Linked DNA regions of Columba livia: region 1 is linked to region 2. The links are chromatin contacts, called in public Hi-C maps. All regions are on one chromosome and are shown on one strand. The core of a region is the stretch at or near the end of the contact, and the rest is flanking DNA. Distances in the headings are between cores, read along the strand shown. Region 1 overlaps FBRSL1 (fibrosin like 1). Region 2 overlaps FBRSL1 (fibrosin like 1).

The links. A called contact is a pair of places that touch in the nucleus more often than the background predicts.
Region 1: a Hi-C map of crop shows a contact between it and region 2, with 1.8 times the contacts expected there. The contact joins two enhancer-like sites. A contact is called at or near these places in 2 of 2 Hi-C or Micro-C datasets (crop and liver).

Annotation. Positions count from the first base shown.
Region 1 is chr17:415,737-419,494 of bColLiv1.pat.W.v2, forward strand. All of the region lies in intron 5 of FBRSL1 (fibrosin like 1), which reads right to left. Among named protein-coding and RNA genes, the nearest start is that of CHFR, 130 kb to the left of the region's middle. Within about 2 kb of position 2,390, at least 1 of the 3 cell types and tissues checked has an H3K27ac peak away from gene starts, as active enhancers do.
Region 2 is chr17:375,531-379,279 of bColLiv1.pat.W.v2, forward strand. FBRSL1 (fibrosin like 1) reads right to left here. Exons shown (of 19, transcript XM_065033314.1): 6 at 642-687. Among named protein-coding and RNA genes, the nearest start is that of CHFR, 92 kb to the left of the region's middle. Within about 2 kb of position 2,406, at least 1 of the 3 cell types and tissues checked has an H3K27ac peak away from gene starts, as active enhancers do.

The DNA.
Region 1 (3,758 bases), core at 1,140-3,639, 40 kb after region 2:
CCTAATGAGGCTTTCCTATTAAAATCTTTATTAGCTTTCAGCTCTGCAGATTGCCCAAAGGCTCATCAGTTTCCCTATCTCTCAGTACCAAGATCTGCTTTAACTTTTACAAATAGCTCTAAGATATTTCTCAGCTTATCAGCATTGCCAAGCAGCCTGTCTTATCATTACTATTGCAGATAAAATAAATGAGCCCAGGATGATATGAATAATGGCATTTTCTGTAGGCTGGTTTCCCATTACGTTTTCAACAGATTGTAGATTTGAACTTCAGCACAAAAGAAAACCATAAAAAAGAGGCAGAGGGGGCAGGGTGGCTTTTTCCGTCCCACTCACCTTCCCCGTCTCGGAGCCCGGGCTGCGCTCTTTTTAAGCTCACCTGATGTGAGCTGGTAATTAATTCTGAAAGGGAGCAGAAACACCTCAGCTTTGCTTTCTCTGAAGACCAAACGCACTGTTACTTCTGGGATGCTTTTTCAGCTGCATTTGTTGGAGAGAGGCAAGGGCTAAATTGCACTCTGCCTAATGAAGCCATCTTCATTAGTTTGCTTCCTTCCCTAGCAGACTAGGAATACCAGTCAGATTGGGAATTGAAATCACGAAAAGGCAACAGAACTGCATGTGAATCAGAAGTCGAGGCTACAAAGGTCTCCGCGCTGATGGACGCGCGGCACACGGCGCCTTGCACGGCGCGTTCGGGGAGACCAGGCAGCCGAGGGCCCGCGCGTCTGTCCCTCTCCGCGGCAGCGAGGTCACGTCCCGGCGACCATCGTCTGCCCGGTCCCTGCAGCAATCGCTGCAGGGTTAACCGCTTTTCCGCTCCCCAGATTCCCAGCCCCGCCACTGTATCAAGGTTATCTATTATTGGCAGTGACAGGTGAAAATTAATCTCCTAATTATTTCTTGCTGCATAATCTGCACTGAAGAAGTAACATAAAAGGATTACAGTACACCCTCTACGAAGGCTTTGCTAGAGAGCCAGTCATCCAGGGAGACAGAACCTATGTGGCTAAAGATATTTATGATGGATTTCCAACCATCTTGAAGGCAGACTATACTATGACTTCATAACCTACAGCTCTGTAGTAAGGATCTGCTTGCAGGTATCTTAATAGCCTAAACATTTGTTGATCTATTCCACACAAACAAACAAGATTTGCCTATTATGTCCCTGATTCTGCTCCGGTACAGCAGTTACTGCAGAAACAGCATCCACACACAGATGGTTTTCACCCCCACAGAAACATCATGGCAAACAATGTACCCAGCCTGCTTTAACTCGCTATTAAAAATCTTGAAGCTACCTTCCACAGCAATTCAACCATAACGTTCTTCCAGAAACACACAAGCTAGGCTGTGTTCTTAACTTTCAAAATTAAGAATATTTTACAAAATATCTCTTTTTGTACAAGAGTAAGCTAGAGCGATCTTTGTTAATGAAAGCAGCCACCTTGAAACACTGTCTTCACCTAGATTCTCCTACACCCACCAGAAAGTAACATTTTAAAAAATGATATTAAAGAACACATGTTTTATTTATCTTTAACCCTTTCAATGCAGCTGCATAGGGCACAAATGGTTGTTTTGGGGAAACCTGTTTTTCTATATCCATGTCAACAGCACCATCCTTGTTTCAGTTTACAAGAACCAACACTCACAGGTTGCTATTCTTAGCGTTTAAAGTGACATCGGCTACCCCGAGACAGGCTGAAGACCCCGTGAGGGGGCAATGCCGAGCCCCGTCCGCAGCGCTGCGGGGCAGCCCACGCCGCCCCGGCGTCACCGCCCGCCATCGGCTCCGTCCACCAGCATCAGCTGCACAGACTTTCCGTTCCCCTGACGGTGACCTTCTCCACAGGATGCAGAAATGTCAGTGACTTATGCAAACTCTCAGTGCTTAAATCCGGCATCATTTTCCACCCTTTTGGAAAGCAAAGCCCTGCCACAAACTCGCAAAGCAAGGCGCTGGGCGGCAGCGAGCAGCCGCCGCTCCCCTCGGCGCTTCCAGCCACCAGGACCCGGCAGCTGCGTCAGCGTCAGGTGAATCAGAGCCCACACTAAACCCAGACACAAACCAAAACCATCGAGGCAGCACTAAAACCGGGACTGGCCTGCAACACCCACGCACACCTCGACAGCTGTAACACGTCCCGGCCGCCACACGGTGGCACACAAAATACTGCAAAATATTATCATCGATGAAATGCTGAAATAGGGGCCTGGACGTCAAACCAACCATTGCACCTTGGACTTCCCAAGCAGCAACAGCTGTGCAGCCCTGCCCGGGCCACCGGCCACCGCGGGCGGCCGCTGCGCCACCCCGGCTGCTGCAGCGCGCTTGTGACTCCAGGGACAAAGGCCGGGCGAGCCGTCTGAAGAACCACCAGGATCACCGGCGCTCGGCTCCGAACGAGCGGCCCGATGGCGGCGCGGCCCGCTGCAGCGGCACAGGCGTTCTGTTCGCCCGCCCTCCGCCGGGCCGCGGGAAACATGCCGCAGGGCGCGAGTGCCAAAATGAATTCTCTTCCTGTTTAAGGCAATGGCTACTAAAAAAGTCAGGCTGCATCTGAGTCACTTCTAACAAGCACTTTCTTCTCTGCCTGAAAGTCAGCTCCCAGAGGATCCTTAGGATCTTGCGGGGACTCTGAAAACGCGATCCAGCTGCCGCTGCTGTGGGTGACTCCAGGGCATCACATACATGCACTTCTATACGTTTCATTTTAACCAGCATGAGGATAAGGTCATCTATGTTCACACCATTAAGTCTAGAGATTTTTCTCTTCCTTCGGACCTATTTTCAACAGATAAACAGAAATAATTTAATGAAGCCTAGAACAGAACGTAAGCCCTTAATGGTTCACCTTTGGCGTTAAATAAGTAAGGAAATGATTCACTAACATCTCTCATTTTGTGGACGTTTTAATCTCATGGTTACCTAATCTCTTCCATAACAGTAATGAGAACAAAAGAAACGTGTACAGAGGCAAAGCACCCACCTACCAATGCAACAGTACTATGTTTAACAAGCCTATTTTTCAGTAATATGTTTTGCTTATGTAAATCTGAAGAACAAATTCCTATCCACAGGCATTTTCCCCAAATGCTCCATCACCAACCTCATTATGTGATACAGAAATTATCCCAAGGGACATTATGTAATGACAATCCCTCCTTCCTCTCCCTAAGGAGTGTATTTCTCATTACGTGTCCTAGTAATTGATCGGTCTAGGAAATAATTTCTGGTAAAACCACATGTTTCTTTACCTAGTTCAGAATTTCCATCTTTATTCAGAAGGATAAAAGACTTCAAGAAACGCTAAAATTTCCATTTCTGATGCAGAACGCCAACCTCTGCTCAAACGTGCTGTTACGTGAAGAGCAACACATTCTTGTACCTGCCTGACTTCAGATACTGTAAATTCACAGTCATTAAAATTAACCACCTTGCATTTCCTATTCCAATGATACAAGTAATTTTACATGACTGAATTGTCTGTAATGGCTTTTAAAAGATTGCTTCATATTCAAATACATCCGGACACCACAACCCGTAGCTATTGCGGGTCACTCAACCCAAGGATGCTGAAGTCAAGGGAGAAAAGAAGAGGAGATTTGCGGCAGAAAACGACAAACACATCTGTGCTTTCCAGAAGCGCCGCACAGCAGCCTGGCCCCGTGACGAGTGCAGTCCTTCTACTGCGCTTTTGGCTACACGGCACCATTAAACATCTTAACAGCTTTCAGTTTAAAAAGCAACA
Region 2 (3,749 bases), core at 1,156-3,655:
GTAAAACAGAGGAGCCCTGTTTTATGGCTGTACCGAGCCCTTGAGGAGGGCCTGGCATATTTAGAGAGATGTCACGGTACTTCCCATGGGGAATGTGAACCGGTGCGGTCTCTTAGCAACACGCAGTGCGTATCACAGGTAACTCTCAACTAACAGTACTGGTGGGAGCCGCAAACCGAAACCCTGCGAAGGCACCGAGCACCCGAGCACCTGCCACCTTGTTTTGGAGAACCCAGATGTATGGACACAAATGCTCTGTATGCACTGGCAGGAGAGGAATGTACAAGCCCTTGTAAGGGTGATACAAATAACACTGAAATGTTGCTTTGAAAAAGGTTTGATTGTATTAGCGGGAGAAGCACATCTCCCACAGCAAAGGCTGACTGCCGTCAGTAATCCCCTTCCCTAGGATGCTCGTTACAAATCTGGCTGGTAGGGAAGAGCTCCCGCCCCGCACCGAGACAAAGCAGCTCCAAATTTTAACTTTGTCATCACAAGCCTGTAAAGCTGATCTTCACGACAGTGTGTGTGGCAAAATGAAAGGCACTGGCAAAGCTGCTCTCCTGCTATTTGCCCGATATGGATTCACAACTCAAATCTCTTGCTCTAAGATAAAGAAAGCATTTCTCCAGATCACTTACCTTTATTTGCTGCAGGAGAGAACAGCTTCTCAGAGCCTACAGAAGCCTGAAAAAGAAAGAGAAAAAGAGGGTGAATAACACTAAAGGAGAATTTAGGAAGGCTTGCTCACAAAAACACAGCTCATAAACCAAGTCGGTTATCTGTAGACCTGCAATTACACATTGCACCTGGAGGGTGCAATGTTGCGCCATTAAAGAATAAGCATGCATCCTAAGAAGATGAAAGCAAAGCGTATACAAGTACTGTCCCGATCTCACCCAGCTACATCCTCCTGCCCCGTTTATTCAGGCAGCCATGCAATGCACAGCTATTTTATCCATGATTCCTCACATGAAAACAAAACCAGTGAAACTGCTATCAAGCTCAAGGAAAAAAAAATCAAAGCCTCTCTCTTTGAAGATAAGCTCATTTCTTGCCGAACATGCAAAATGTAATTTCTGTGTTGGAAACACAAGTTGCAACTGAACACATCTGTATGAAAGAGGGTGTTATACAATATTATGCCAAATGACAGGTACATGCTGCTATGCACTTAGTTGAGTATGAAACAAAATGCCTTCCTCCTGGAAGAAGCCCATCTCCCTGCAAACGGGGTCGCACTTTGCTGTTGGAGCTCCACAGCATTTGTATTTGTGCTCCTCACCGCTCTGGGAAATAGCTAAAGAAATCCAATTAACCTAAACCTTGTAAACAGCTTCACAATAATCAGGGTCACTGGGTTGCAGACAAGATGATAATGACATACAGGAAAGAAAGTCCATTCATTGTAAATAAAGCTTTTATGAGTTGATTTGATGGTTTCCTTCCCTCCGCGCTCTGATATCAAACAGTCAATCTGTTTCAACTCGAGCTCTTCCTCCTTCTATCTGATAGAACAGCACGTGGCCTCTACAGAGCCAAAGCTGGCCTGGGCGCAGGAGCTCCGGACAGCTGCGACCAGCGCGGCGCCCTGGCACCGGCTGCTGCGCGAACACAACGGGAGACGGACGAGGCTGAAGAGTAAAACACACGGGAAGTGCAAAAAGCCTTTCTGTGACTCTGCCTTAGAAGCTATGAACCAATTCAACACATGGCTGAACCAAGCTGATTTTATGTTTTGTTTTATTGATTTTATTCTAATGTGCCTTAGGAGATTTATATGATAAAGAACACTATGAATTGTATTACATCGTTACATATTTTTAGTGATGACTCAGAAGGAAAAAAACCCAAAACAAACAGTAAAATGCAAGAAGATCTGTGTGAGATACAGTAAGAAACAAGAAAGAATGATCTATTAATGTTATTTCTAAGTAAAGTGGCACTGCAAGCTTGCACTGAATGTCTTATTTAATGCAAATGTATAAAAAAGATAGGGAAAACGACATGAAAAATAGGTTGAGGCTGAGACACATAAGAAAGAAATTCTGAATCATGTCCACGACAAAGCTGCATGTGTAGCTGTGGCATGTATGAGCATTACACAGCTCAGCAAAAGGATCCTGAAATCTTAGGGAAAATCAGTTACCTGCATGATCCCTTCACTGCGTGGAGTAAAGAGAGGAAGAACCAGGATTAAACAAGGCTTTGCCTAGGCTGGTTTGCAAAGAAAGTGTAACAGTGTCACACAGCAGCAACAACAGCGGTGTATATAACGTTTGTCAGCCAGCTCTGAATTTACAATCCATTGTTACAGTCCACGCAAAGTCACCACGCACACAGAACACATCCGCAGGCCCCGGGAACGCACGCACACAGCAGCTGACGCAGAGCCGGGACCTCGCCGCGCAGCGCTCCGCGAGCGCCGGGACACGGGGCACGTGAAGAAAGACGACGGACCCGTTTTCCAGGCTATGGGACTTGGGAGTGCTTGCACTAAAGCCCACGCAGCACATCGGCAGCTGAGCCACAACCCTGAGCGCCGGTTCCGAGAGGAGCCGCTGCCCTGCCCCGGCTGGCCCCGGCTATTCCCCACTGTCCCTGCTGTCCCAGCTGTGCCCCCGTCCTGGCTGGCCCCGGCTGTCCCGGCTATTCCCCGCTGTCCCGGCGGTCCCCTGGCTGTGCCCCTGTCCCAGCTGTCCCGGCCAGCCACTGCCGCACCAGCCCAGCTTGGTGCTTCGCCTCATCTGGAAAGCTGGGTCCTGCCAACTTTATGGCAACCACCAGCTCACTCCCATCTGTGTAGTTCAGCCCCAAGGATTTAATACAGACCGGCACTGTTTAATCACGAGCTCAAGATCTCAGTTGCTGTAGGTCCAAGCCGTACAAAAACAATGTTTAAGGAAGTCAAGTGAGAAAATACACTTTAAAGAGAAAGACACATGGATTATTGCTCAGCCTTCTGATAACAGTGTGTGGCACCACCTTCAACAATCAGAGTCAACATTTACAGAGCAGCGTTCTCAACATCACGGCCACAGTTTACAGACACAAACCTTTACACCTCGAGTTTACAGTAACTGTGCTCTCACTTCTGGCGATTTCTAACTCCGGATCTGAGCATTTTTTGGCACGAGCACCATTCTGAAACAGTGAATGCCTGTGCTGTAGGACATGCTGCGAGCTGCTGCAGAGGCAGGCGGGGAGCTGGGGGAGGAAGAGCCTGAAAACATCATTCAATTCCCTCAGCCGCCCTTTAAAGGAAGCATACAATAAACCTATGTGACTGAGGGAGCCCACTAATGAGTGAAAAAATCCAGCAAACCCATGCATCTGCGTAACAAGTCCCCTCCCAAACTTCCTGCTGTTTCAGGCAAATCATTTGCATATGTTTAAGAAAGAATTAGAAAAAAAAATAAGTGGAATTCTTCACTTGTGAGCAAAAGCAGGCACTTGGAGTCCTTCCTGCGGGTGGGTCCAAGCCATCCCAGGAAATCACACTTTTTTGATGAAACCAGAAGTTTCCTTCCCCCCTTTCACCGCCCCCGCCCGTCTGCACCTCGAGCACCCGCCCAGGGGCCCGGGCAGCTGCAGCAGCGCCCGCACCCGCCGGTCTTGCATTGCCCCCAATCCCTTTTTGTTGCTGAATAAGGCAGAGAAACATCCCCAGCCTGAAGCAAACAACGAAAGACACCTCCAGCCCTCCTTGTGCATCCCAACAACAAGACACCTCCAGCCCTCCTTGTGCA